Linked DNA regions of Mus musculus: all the other regions are linked to region 1. A link is a contact called in public HiChIP or PLAC-seq and promoter capture Hi-C data. All regions are on one chromosome and are shown on one strand. The core of a region is the stretch at or near the end of the contact, and the rest is flanking DNA. Distances in the headings are between cores, read along the strand shown. Region 1 holds the start of Fbn1 (fibrillin 1). Region 2 overlaps Atp8b4 (ATPase, class I, type 8B, member 4). Region 3 overlaps Atp8b4 (ATPase, class I, type 8B, member 4).

What was found. Promoter capture Hi-C pulls out the DNA fragments that hold promoters and counts their contacts. HiChIP or PLAC-seq counts read pairs in DNA pulled down with a chosen protein or histone mark.
Region 2: a promoter capture Hi-C map of the HPC-7 cell line shows a contact between it and region 1, with 2.5 times the contacts expected there. The contact joins the enhancer-like site here to the promoter of Fbn1 in region 1. A contact is called at or near these places in 7 of 39 promoter capture datasets (the C10 cell line, the HPC-7 cell line, embryonic stem cells and 4 more) and 1 of 115 datasets of contacts at active chromatin or transcription factors (stem cell-derived neural progenitor cells).
Region 3: a contact with region 1 is called in an H3K27ac HiChIP or PLAC-seq map of the NIH/3T3 cell line, with 5 times the contacts expected there. The contact joins the enhancer-like site here to the promoter of Fbn1 in region 1. A contact is called at or near these places in 11 of 39 promoter capture datasets (the 3T3-L1 cell line, the C10 cell line, cranial neural crest and 5 more), 5 of 115 datasets of contacts at active chromatin or transcription factors (the NIH/3T3 cell line, acute myeloid leukemia, embryonic forebrain and 2 more) and 1 of 9 other capture datasets (embryonic stem cells).

Annotation. Positions count from the first base shown.
Region 1 is chr2:125,504,200-125,508,583 of GRCm38.p6, forward strand. Fbn1 (fibrillin 1) reads right to left here and starts at 2,239. Exons shown (of 66, transcript NM_007993.2): 1 at 2,140-2,239; 2 at 1,241-1,590. The coding sequence starts at 1,404.
Region 2 is chr2:126,357,340-126,361,924 of GRCm38.p6, forward strand. It overlaps Atp8b4 (ATPase, class I, type 8B, member 4), which reads right to left. Exons shown (of 28, transcript NM_001080944.3): 21 at 4,417-4,564; 22 at 1,429-1,612; 23 at 677-900. Among named protein-coding and RNA genes, the nearest start is that of Atp8b4, 130 kb to the right of the region's middle. Within about 2 kb of position 2,837, at least 40 of the 459 cell types and tissues checked have an H3K27ac peak or open chromatin away from gene starts, as enhancers often do.
Region 3 is chr2:126,457,016-126,461,294 of GRCm38.p6, forward strand. Atp8b4 (ATPase, class I, type 8B, member 4) reads right to left here. Exons shown (of 28, transcript NM_001080944.3): 5 at 2,621-2,719; 6 at 1,228-1,289. Among named protein-coding and RNA genes, the nearest start is that of Atp8b4, 32 kb to the right of the region's middle. Within about 2 kb of position 1,861, at least 2 of the 459 cell types and tissues checked have an H3K27ac peak or open chromatin away from gene starts, as enhancers often do. A contact at or near this core is called in the NIH/3T3 cell line and acute myeloid leukemia, where this site is marked.

The DNA of each region.
Region 1 (4,384 bases), core at 989-3,488:
CAAAAAGAGACATGCAAATTGGTAACAGAAGCACACTAAGATCCGGCAAAACTCTGGCCTTAAGACTTGCAACCCAGAGTGAAAGATCTCCCTCGCTCTCTCTCTCTCTCCCTCTCTCTCCCCCTCCATATATATATATATATATATATATATATATATATATATATATATGCATTTATATTGGCATATATATGAGCAATGCCATCACAATAGATACTAAGATGATCTTGTGCAGCAGAAATAGATTTTTGAAAGAAAGATGCTGAACCAAACAAAGGCCTCTTGAGAACATTAAAATCAATTTTCCACCCATTTACTGAACTCTTATCAAGTCAGGAAAAATGCACCCCTAGAATGACAAGAAACTTCAGCATGTGCACTCGCTTGAATCATTGAGCAGGCTCTTCCAAAGGACAGAACTGTGGCCGTTTATTTCTATCTTACCACTTCTAATAGAGACTCCAACTTAATCTCAGAGATTGTCCTTTTTAAACGATTAAAAACTCTTAGGGGAATTATTTCCATCTCCTTCAGCTCCGGAAACTGCCAAGCCTTAGACAGCCAACCTGACCGATTTAAGTCATCCCAGCTGCAACACTAGGGCATGGGAAGCTGATAGTACAGGGCTTTCCAAGAAGATACCGCATGAACACCCATTTAGAGCCAGCCACAGCTGCATGCAGAGCTCACGCAGGCCGGACACTAGTGTTCAAAACCCTCTGCCTTACAAACTTCCAGGGTAGGTGTCTGAACGCGAGTGTACAGCTCTGGTTTTCATGAGAATGACTTAAAGGAAGGACCATCTCCTGACCACGCATCTCATCTCAGTCTCTGGATTCTTCCCTTTCAGCGATGCCTCCCAAATAGCTGATGCCCACACGGGAAAAGCACTTCTCCCTGCAACTGGAATTGGTAAGCAGCAGAAGCAGTGGGCTTCTCCCTTTCTCTGGGTTTCAGCTCCTCCCCTTCTTCCACAAGGAACCATTCTCGCCTCCCCAAATCTGCTTCAACAATGGCCCAGGATTCCCTCCAGCCAGGACTTCTCCTCTGGGCCAGGAACAAGGCGAGTTATCTGAACAAGAGTTGATGACCGAGTAACTTTGGCACTTCCAGGCTGTCTCCCGGGGATCTCACCCAGGGTCCTCTACGGGCCAGAACCTGCCCTGTCAGTTGCTGTGGATCTTAAAGTCCCAAGAAGGGCGAGGGGAGGCACACCGAAGCAGCTGGGAGCTTCCCTTACCCTTTCAGCGCATCGTGTCCTCCGCCGCCTCTTCTCTTGGCCCGATTGGCTCTGGTCTCCTTCAGGCTCCCAGCCTCCAAATTGGCGTCCGCCCCATGGCTCGTGTAGGACTCGAGGAGCAGGGCGAACGCCAGCGCGACCTCCAGCAGCCCTCCTCGCCGCATGGTGCCGCCGGCCGCCACTCGCTCCGCCGCCGCCGCCGCCGCCGCCGCCGCGCCTTCCAGCGGCCCGAGTCTCCGGGGTCCCGCTGTCTCACTGTCCGGCTGTCCTGATGCAGAGAGGTCCCCGGCCTGGGTCCTACAGCTTTCTTCTCCAGGGACTGCTCCCACTTCGGGTAGTCCCTGCCTGTCCTGCAACACAGACAAGTCCCCAAGGCGGGGAGGTGAGACACTCAGGGCTCCGGGATGCTGAAAGCTCGCAGTCCCCGGTGCCGAGCCCAGACCGCGCGCCGCCTGCGCGTGGCGCAGTTACTCGGAGGAACGAGGACCACTCGATCCCAACTAGCTGCAGAGCCAGAACCCGGCGACTGGCATCCGCGGACCCTGTGGCCTCGCGGCGCCAAGTACCGTGTCCCTAGGGAGCCCAGGCGTCCCGCGAGCGGACTGCCTACACGGTCTTAATGGCACTGATTGCGCGCGGTGACGGCTGACGCCCCAGCTCTCCAAAAAGGGTCCTCTCCGCCCACATACCGGGTCATGGCCAACCCCGCCAGTCCCCTGCATCCGACGTGGAGCAGGGCACTGCAGTCCCGGATCTTGCAGCTGTCAGGCAGAGAGGGCCAGCTGCAGATGCTCGAGACATCCCCTCACCCTGCCCGGCCTCCTGCCCTGGATGCCGCGCAAACGGCCCTCCAGCCACCCGCCTGCCGCCCGACCCTGGCGGGACCCCATGAGACCCACTGGACTAGCGGCTCGGACTCTCAGGCGGCGGTGGCTGCTCTGCTCCGCAGCTGTCCCAGCTGTGGCCGCCTGTGGCACCCACAGTCTCTGCCCCAACTCTGCGGCCCCCTCCTTTCCCACCTCTTCAAGTATCGTCCGCGCAGCGGTTTCTCGCGAGAGAAATACTTTTTTAAAAAAAAGAAAGAAAGAAAAAGAAAATGACACCCTCCCCACCTCCCCCCATCACCACCCCACCCCCGGCCCCATCTATCCTCCCTTTCCACTCCCCTCTGCCAGCCACCGCCCGGACCCGGGCCTCCCTCATTCGCAGGATCAGTGCCCTGGGAGGAGGCGGAGGTGATCCAGTCCTGCCTGGCCTGGGATATTCCGTCCCAGGGTGGGGAAGAGAGGGAATGGGAAGAGGTGGAGTAGCGGTTTAGACCGATCTGCCTGCGGCTGAGAGGTCCAGACCCGAGATTCCCGCGATCAGAAGCACGGAGAGCTGGGCCACCTGCGCGGAGAACGCATGCTGGACACCTTGGCCAACGAGGCCCAGGAGGCCCTGGCTGGAAAGGGGCTCTGTGGCAGTGGCCCTCGCTTCTCAGCCCAGTCTTCTGCTGTCTGGCTGGGAGGAGAAATTGTAGGCTCCGAGGCTCAGGCAGGGCTTGTGGTGAGGCCACCACCACTGAGCCAGCCAACAGGTTAGCGGCGGCGAAAGGGGCATGCCAGTGTCAGGAGCCCGCTGGAGGAGCAATTCTCCCGAGGCTCAGGTCAAGCTACTCACCTAGGCTAAATGAAGAGGCTGCGAAAGTCTCAGTCTGTGATGTGGGGGCCTGTGATTTGGGTTTCAGACAATCCTCCCGCCCAACTCTCAGTTAGGAATGGGGTTTCCTAAAATAACCCTATTTTCACATGTGTACACACTATACAGAGAGCACATACACACACATGCATGGGATTGGGGTGGGGTGGGGGTGTCTGAAATCCACATCGGGCTCGACCGCAGGGACCAGGGACTCCAGTCACCAACTGTCACTTTCCACACAGTTACCCTAAGAATGCACGCATCTTGTTGACCCGGATTTTTCTTGTTTTCAACATCTTGTGCCCGGATATGAGATTATAGAGATCGAGGCATGTTATCAACTCCATCTTCTTTTCAAAATGGACCACGCCTCATGATAATGGACTCACTGCACTGCTTCGATACCTGAATAGGAAGACTTAAACACTGATTTAAATTCATAATTATTTAAATATATTATCTAGTTTAATTGAGGTCTTACTTTCAAAAAAAAATCCTCTTAACAGATCCATGAACTGGAGATTCCGTCCTACATCTTCAGGTGAGAAAAGAGGTATTCATTCGAGGGCCAGGAGATGGCTCTGAGCAAATAAAGCACCAAGCCTGGTAACGTGCGTTCTAGCACCAGGAACTACCTGGCAGAAGGAAGGAAAGACTCCTGAATGTGTCCTCTGACCAACGTACTCGGCATACGCATGCGCACAAGTGAGCACATATACTCCAAATGTCGTCAAATAAAGAACCATTCATTGAAGAAGTAGCTATTGAACACTTGTGCCACCTGGCCCACGGATGAATCAGAATCACTTGCAAGTAAGCCAGGAGTTTCAGTCCCTTTGCACAGCAGGTGATCGACAGGGAAGGCAAGCTTGAAACAAATAGTAGCTCATATGTTACATGCCAACAAACACGGGGCACTGCTTAGATGATGTATGTGACCATGACTAGACATAGGCTAGGGCCAATAGAGGAGGCTTCCCTGATAAAGTATCATTGAACCCTTTTAAGGCACCATGGCGACTTAGAAAGAGCAAAAGTTCTTAACTATAGATACACAGTAAGTTCTAGGAACTTAAAAAGAAATAGGCAAGGACCCAGTTTTTTAAAGTCTGTGGTGGACATTGACATGGCTATTTTTCAAAGATCCCCACAAATCCAAAGGGGTGGTAGGGATATTACTAAAGGTGGGAAAGGGGTCCAAACCGAGGAACCATAGTCCCATGGTCGGCAGAAGCAAGGTTTCTGGGGGTTAGGGAGGACTTTGGTCTGACCTCTGTGTATCAGGCTGTTCTGAACCCACTGTGCAATCTAGAAACTGCCTGATTTCTCTGTATTCAAGTGGTATGCAAGAGGCAATGTGATCCTGTCCCCTGTCTCCTGGAGGCTGCTCCTTGGCAACATAATGGAACAGAGCGACTGAACGCAGGGCCCTCGGAAGGCTTTGTCCAGGTAGCACAGAGC
Region 2 (4,585 bases), core at 1,587-4,086, 850 kb after region 1:
GAAACCGGTCTCCTCAGGACACAAGGCCCTGCACTAATGAACACACAGGGACTGTGGTTGCCTGCATGAGGCCTGCAAAGATCAGGCCAGGCACCACTCTAGCCTATACAGGAGAGGTGCTCATGACCCACCCATCGGCTTGGCTAAGGAGCTTTTAGAGGTTGATGACTGACAAGTGGAGAGAAACTCAGTTTTCTTTAAGTCTGTGAGCCCCGGTAGGTTGACCATGTACCAATGAATGGCCCTACATCCACAAGTTTATGGGCAGCACAAATTGGATTTGGCAAGTGATAAGGTTTTAAGACATAAATTTGGGAGGTGGAGAGGAAACAGATCTGGAAGGAATTGCAAATGAGGTGGGTGTACTATGACTGTGTGAGATTTTTAAAGAATACAAATATATATTAAAAATTCTTCATAAGGCTTATCTGTTATCAAACCAACACATTTCATAAAAAGCTAAAAGATATGCAAGATACTGTAATTAGTTACTCTATACATAAGAAAAATTCCAGCTATTTTTATGTGGGTTGGATTCAAAGCTCATCAGCACTCAAATCACCGAATGGTTATACTGTCTTGGATCAGGCATAGAAGTATCTTTTCTTTATCAGTAAGACAGTCTGGAGAGTGGGAGCCATTCATGGGAGGAATTATAAGGGTGCACTTTACTTACCTGTGCCGAGAAGCCACAGAAGAAGGCAAACCAGAAGTGCACAAGGGTGAACGCAAAGTTCTTGTAGAAGAAATAGCATAAGAACTTGCACATCCTGTAGTAGGACCACCTTCCATGAACAAGAAGCAGTCGTTGGAGATATCTAAACTGAGCCAATGCATAGTCACTGGCTAAGACTGCTTGCAGTCCTTCCTGACCACTGATGCCAATGCCAATGTGGGCACCTAGAGGGAAAAGAAGATGAGAAAGAGTTGCAGCATCTTTAAGAAACTTATTCCTCTTTTATGTTAGCCATTTTTTGTAACTGTATAACTATAATAATTATTATGGTTTTTCACATATATCCTGAACTAGTCACATGGTTAAGTATTGATCCTAGTTTTATCTAAGAGAAAACTGGGCTGGGTAAAGGTTGGAAATTTGCACTTTACACTTGTAAATATCAAAGATGGAACCAACCCCAGCTGCTAGGAACGAAGCGCTGGCTGCTTTTACCTGCCCTGAGTGGTCTCTCCCTCTCAAACTGTAGAAGGCAAGCAATGCCCTTTTCTAAACTAAGAAATATGCAGGTGTTTTAACTGAAGAGAAATGCCTTAGAGGTACTAGTAGTTATGTAAGTGCTGCCCAGAAAGTATAATTTTTATAAGAACCATGGTAAAATTAAACGAATGAACATTGCTATTACATTGCATCACAGGCTGAAGCAGGACTCCATGCGTGCAGTATGTCTCATTGAGAAAATACCCTCTTACTTTTAATCATGCTGACATCGTTGGCCCCATCACCAATGGCCAAAGTCACAGCATTTCTGTGCTTTTTTACCAACTCTACTACTTGGGCTTTCTGGAGTGGGGTGACTCTGCAGCAAACCACAGTCTTACACACACAGGCGAGCTCCAAAAGATCGTTCTCGACATCACTTTCAAGGGCATGGGCCTGTGTCATCAAAGCAAACAGAACACATGACGATTGTAAATTACAAAGCAAATAGCATGGTTCTTGACTGACTTCATTTCAGAACCATTTCATTACTTGATCAATTCAGGGTTACAGAATCAGTAACAAGACATGAATACTGAGCTGTTGGCAAGTTTCAAGGGAATTTAACATAAAAATAAGAGCTATGTCCTCAGTGTGCCTCCTTGATATGTTACCATGCCATCTTGGCAAGATCTTGCTATGTACTGGGCAGTGGTGGCGCACGCCTTTAATCCGAGCACTTGGGAGGCAGAGGCAGGCAGATTTCTGAGTTCAAGGCCAGCCTGGTCTACAAAATGAGTTCCAGGATAGCCAGGGCTATACAGAGAAACCCTGTCTAAAAAAATATATATATTACTATAAAGTTCTACTAGGAACTACTGAAAATCAATAGAAGCAACAGCTAGAACCTGCTGATATGAACTGCCAACCATGGTGATTTCTACATGGCACACTGCTAGTGTCCTTTGCACTGTTTTGTAGACTTAGTGTTTGTGACTGCCAACGCATAGGCAAGATGAAAAGGACCTGAGCAGAGGCTGTCCCTAGCAAAACACTGTGGCTGAAATCAGGAGCCTGAATAGGAGGGAGACAGGCAACTTGGGCCTCAGTCAGGATTCCCCAACCAATTCCTACCCTTGTTCCACATACCAAGAGCCTTTCTATACCCTCAGCAATTACTGAAAAGAGAACATGATTCTCTCCAATTAACTTTTTTGGACAATTACATTTCTAGAAACATCTCACGTTGTACTCTATGTTAGACACATTCAGAGAAAACATGAGTCTGCTGTTGAGTAACAGCTATTTAGAGTGAACCCTTAGTGAGACACTCGCAGCCCACTCCAGTTTGGCCCGCATATCTTCAGGGGCTCTGTTCGGTAGCACCTTTAGGTCCTCTTATAATTCCCATCAGGCTGCATTGCTACTTAAAAGACTGCCTTTATATCTTTGTATTTGCTAGCATTTTTACTCAATAACATCCGCTCTGCCAGAAAGTCTCCTCTGTTTATTTTTTAAACAAATAATTAAACGTGCCTATTTCTGTGCTCTAAAGGCATTGCATTAATGCCTCTTTTGCAGTATCTGTCATACTTCTATCAGAACTATACTGTGATCTCCCAAACAAGGACTATGCTCCAATCATGTCTGAGTTCTCGGCCACTCTCTAGCACTGTGACCTGGCCAGTCTGTGTAAACAATGAAAATGGTATGAGGCAATGGGTGGGTAAATGAGGCCAAAGCTGTGACTCTGGTGCAGAAAAATTCTATATCAAAGTCTATATGCCTCAGAAAACTGTGGACCATCATTCTCAAATATACCACATGTTCTGAAAGACAAGGCATATAACTGGCTCTTTTGCTCAGAATGGCCCCTTTTGCCTCTGCTCATTTTTCTTTATTATCAACAAGTTAAACGTAGACTTGGGTTTTGATGAAGACAGACCTGGATACATTCAGAAAAGCTTCAGAATTTGAGAGAACTGGAGCTATGATTTAAAAAGAAAGCAAACAAAACCTGACTGTACTAGCAAAAATACAGACAATTCTCCCTAACTGAAGAAGGACATCTCATGGTTTCATGAGCACAGGGCTTTGAAGCAAACAGGGCTCCTGAAGAGCTTCCAGCTTAGAGCCTTCTTTCAACAGAGGAAAAGACAGGCTAGGTGACTATCACCAGAAAGCCCATGCCCTACAAACACTGCTTCCTCAAGCCCAGGGGCCTGTCAAAAGCATAATACAGGAGGGATCCTGTCCTACCGAGCTGCCCAGGCCACTCAACTCCAGATCTCAGCAGACAGACATAACTTTCAGTTGGTGTTCATCTGTGCAAGGGAAAAGTTCATGTCATCTGGACCAGTTTTTGACTGAGCTTGGCCTGCAGCTGAGCTCTGTAACTTTCCACGGTGTGGAAGCAGCACTCTGCTGCGTCTGGGATCCAGCTGGATAGTGCTTAGAGAGCTAGGAGCTAACAGGCGGACGGTCACAAGGGGGAATCTAATAGACTCAGCTCCAACTTCTTTTGTCCACTAAGAAACTGCCTTCAAGAACAAACGTTCATTTTTTCCAAACTCCAAAGTGAAAAATGAGCACCAAAGCCAAAGAAAGATGTGAGATTAAGTTCTTTGTACATAGAAATGATAATTTCACGAGACTGCAGTCGGGGCTTTTGTATTCTAATTAGAGACTCAGGAGGAGCGGTTGAGTTTTGTTTGGGGCTTGGAACCTGAACTGCGTTAGAAGTACAATGCAAGTTTATTCTATTATGACAAGAGCCAGATTTCCTAATGAAATCAAATCGTTTGGCTTTGCTGCAGAACGTTGCTATTTAGAAAAACCACCAGAGGTATCTTAATGGCAATGATTTGGCGTGGTAATTCTGTGAAGGTCAGGTTATGACTCGCAAATCACAAACCTTCGCAAGAACGGTAACTGAAAAACTGATCTGCGCCATCCCCCACCGTCTTCCAAAAGCGTTTAAACCGTTCTGCGAAGCAACGGAAGTAACCGTTTAGGCAGAACTCATAGACTCCCTGCGAACTGTTTCTCCAGAGCCTCACATCCAGTGCGATCCTTCAAACAATGATGTCTGAAAGGCACACTGGAAGTCTTTCCTTCTGCAAACAGGAAATCCTGTGCACGCCCTATCTCTTGTAGTGACATTTGTTTGAAAAACACAAAGGAGACTCTCATTAAGGCAGCACAAAAGAGATGATTGCTGGAGTAAAGAAAAAGAGAAGAACAGCCTCGGGCAAACTCACCAAACTGTGGCCATTTATGACTAAGGCATATTCTCCTGTCACAGCCTCTCCTGCACCCGCGTCCAACCCCAACCGCTGCTTGTTGTCATAAACTGCATGTCCATTGGAAAAACTCGTGCTTTGTCCAAGCAAATTTTCCTTTGCTTTCCTTAAAGAATAAGAGAATTAA
Region 3 (4,279 bases), core at 611-3,110, 950 kb after region 1:
GAACTCATTTTCAAGAACAAATGCTCTTAACCGCTGAGGCACCTCTCAGCGGGACATTCTATTTACCCAGGCTAAGACAAATCTGTATATTCTCCCTCATATGTGGATCCTAGCCTATAACTCTTAAATGTGTGTGTCAAGATGGGAGTAAATTGGACTAGAGCCCACAAAATGAGAAAGGAGCCCATGAGGCTGGAAAAATAGAGAACCTTTAAAAGAGGATACTGGGGAAGGCGGTAGAACATTTGGACCAGGAGGATGCTGGAGGTGAGAGGGTGCAGTGGAAAGGGGGCAAGGAAGATGGAGAATCACACAAATGATACATGTCTAAAAACACGGAACCTATTACTTCATAAGCTAGGAAATTCATTAAAAATTTAAAAGATATGGAAAGTGGTCCATACAAAAAAGTAAGTAAGATAAAAAGAAACATTGGAAAGGAGCTTGGAGTTTTCCTTCCCAATTCTCTAGTGTTTTCCCTGTTCTTTGGGTAAACATACTCGTGTCTGAAGTCACTGCTGATGTTAGTTCTGCTTCCATGGATGGTATTTATCAATGCATGAAATTAAATACGAGGGAAATCCATGTGACTATGGATAATGTATTCTAAATCAACTATAGGAGGCATATAAAAACCTATCATTGCTACTTTCTTGGTACTATAATATCAAATACATGTCTGTGTTCCACAAAAGAAACTCCCAAAGAATTTGCTAGGTGTGAAAAAGACTCATGAAACGATGATCAAGATATACTTCAATTTCCAATAAGTTAAAGGACAGAAATATTCATATAATTAAAATAGAAAGCCACCAATCATTTAAAAATCCAAAGAGGGCTAGAGACATGGCTCAGAGGTTAAGAGCACTGACTGCTCTTCCAGAGGTCCTGAGTTCAATTCCCAGAAACCACATGGTGGCTCATGACCATCTATAATGGGATCTGGTGCCCTCTTCTGGCCTGCAGGCATATATGCAGGCAGAACACTATATATAAAATAAATCTTTAAAAAGAAAAAAGAAAAGAAGGAGGGAAGCAGGGAGGAAGGGAAGAAGGAGGGAGGGAGGGAGGGAGGAACGGAGGAACAGAGGAACGGTGGGAGGAAGGAAGGAAGGAAGGAAGGAAGGAAGGAAGGAAGGAAGGAAGGAAGGAAGGAAGGCAGGCAGGCAGGCAGGCAGGCAGGCAGGCAGGCAGGCAGGCAGGCAGGCCAGAGAACGGATTTCTTACTTGCTATTGATGAGCACCTTAGACTGCCGGTTATTCACTTGATTATCACTCTTGTGACGGAACTGAAAAAAAAATTTAAGAGAGACCTATCTTAAGTCACACTTCATCAATCCTAACAGCAGCACTGGGCATATTTCGAGTTAGTCTATTTAGACAATGTTACTGTCCAAATATGAGCACAGCTTGCACTTACCTGGAGCAGAGTCCCATACACGTAATCAATGCTCACCTCCCTACATCTCATCCTGGCACACACATCACCACCGGAATCTTCTCTCTGTGTGTGCACTCATATGCACACATATGCTGCACGCTAGACCCACAACTCTAATCCTTACACATTTCTACTTGCTTCTAAGAACACAGCACGCCATTTGCCTTGTAGTCCAGAGAAAACCCACACAGTTTTGAGAACTTCCACCAGGAACTGCAAGTTCTATCCCTCACAGGGGCACTCTGCACTTGCTATAGCGGATCAGTCTGCACTGTGGTTTTAAAAACCGAGAAATTACTTTTAACAACATATATTTTATTCTTCAGAAATCCTAATTGTTAACAGTGATATTATGAAACACCACTCACTTAAAACAGAAATAAGAATGAAATGCTGAGTCACACTTGGCCAAGGGTTTATGTTTTATGACCAAGTGGTCAGACTATATAATGCTTCATATTGCTTCATATGCTCCAGCAAAGCAACCATCTTCTATCTCTAGGAAAAATGCAAATATGAAGAGCTTCCCTTTAGGCTCTGAAACTAGAAGCCATTCAGATAAGAGCTTCTATATGAGCTGTCAAGGTCCAATAACAAGAGCCCAAATTAGAGACACATGTATCAAAGAGACAATAAGCTTACTCAGGGACAAAGGTATCTCAGCATGTTAGTGCACACCCTCAGATGAACTGGTGTGATGTCGGAGGCATGAAGCTTTAGTTCATAGACATAATCAGAAGAATAAGTGATTTCCCTTTTGTATTTCAAAATATATGTGTATACATAGATACATGCATGCATACATACACATACAAAAACACACATACACATACATCATAGTTGTGTCAGGCTCTCTTTTTTTCACCCTGGATGTCACAGTGTCAGTGTGTACCTTGAAACTCATTAAGCACTTCATTAGGGGACGAACACATACCACATTAAGCAAGTGCATTATACACTTGTGTATGGCCAGTTTTAGATGGCTCACATCAAATTATAGATTTATTAAAAATTATGCATACAACAACTGTGAAGGAGCATCACATAAATTAATTACAAGCCTTCCTCTCTGTCTCACCCTTGACTATTCTTTAGCCCCACTGGCTAGGTCTCTGTTTCTGAAAAGGTAGAAATACAATTAAAGGGAAACACCAAGCCTTCTCAGGCATGAATACTCACATAGTCGTCGGTGGCATCCTTGACAGCCGTCATCGAGATCACCAGGACCAGTGGCACAATGGTGGTGAACCATGTCAGGGAAGAGATTTCTGGAATGAGCTGAAGCAACATTTTCCATCGTTTAAGATTTTTTAAATTAGAAGTACATCATCTTCCAAACTTTGTCAATTAATTGTATAAGACTTATAGAAATAAATGAGATTATGATCGGCTATTCGTACAAAAGTAAACTAGCTAAGATGATTCAATTACATGCATTCAATTGCAAAACACATTGAGAAATACCTTTATGCCAACTTTCAAACTGATTAAAATTAAAAATAAAAACTTAAAAACGGGCTCCTTGAGCTCTTTCTCCAACACACATCTTTCAGCTGGCTGTGGCATTGTCACTGGTGCCTCAGCTTCTCATCTCAGTCTTTAGGAAGTTACCAATCTCTCTTCATAACACTTGCCAGAGAGCCATTGATCATCTACCTTAGAAAGGGGCTAGCGGGTATCTGCATCTTAAATCACTGGATGCTCTGAAATTTTGAGTTAGTTTCTATGCTAGAATGATTTGAACAAACTCATGGGCTATGTATTCACATTAGTAATGCTTTCCTGACTGTGCACAGAATACATTGTGAATGAGTCAGAACTAATATCATGTCCTTATTTCCCTATCCCAGTTTTATAACTGAAGCATATAAGGCATTGAAAATCCTAGCAAGCACAAAGACTGCTAAAATATGTACCTGGGTCTCTTTGACTCCCACACTATCCCTGTGTGCCTCTACCTAAGGCAGACTTAGTAACAAGCACATGACCCTATTAGACAAGTGTGTTTTGGTTTGTTTTTTAATCAAATCGGATTCACTGGGAATCTGCTTCAGGACTGTCAGGCAGAGAGCAGTCCAGTAGAGACTCTCATGGGCGGGGGTGGGGGGGTGGATCAAGCCTGACAAATAATTCAAACCTAAATCGATTGTATATAATAGATTCTGTGCACTTCCTTAAACCTCAAAAAAGAAAAAAAAAAAAACCTGAGTGTTAATAGACGTAAGTTTCAGCATCCTACAACACATTTGGTGACTACAGATCAAATAAGCAACCTGAAGATACACGGTCAAGGCTCCCCAACACAAAGTAATGATCAATGCCTAAGGATGTAGAAAGCTAATTACCCTAACTTGACCATTACATACTGTATGCATAATCTGAATTGTACTATAGCTCATAAATATGAATATCATTACATGCTAGTTCAAATAAAAATAACTTAAAGAGACACAATACAAAAACAAAGCAAAAGGTTCCTAGAGAAACACTGGGTGAGTAGCAGAAGACCCCACTATTGCTCCCCGATTGCTGATCTATCGCTTTACACATCATCTCCCCTTCACAGCTCCCAGACATTCATCAATAAAATACTAAACAGAGCATCTCAACTGTCCCTTCCAAATATTAAATTGTATGAACAAAAGCCTGAGACTCTAAGTAAGGATGTCATTAGAAAAATAAATTCCAAATTCTGACATGCTGTGAAAGGCCTCATCAAGAAGCCAAAAGCAATTTTCTGACACTGGAAGGAGAGACCCTGGGCTATATTTCCTTTCATGAAGAGCAATTTGTTCATTCATTAAGTGTTTTTGGTTGGTCAGTTTCATCTAGTATGGT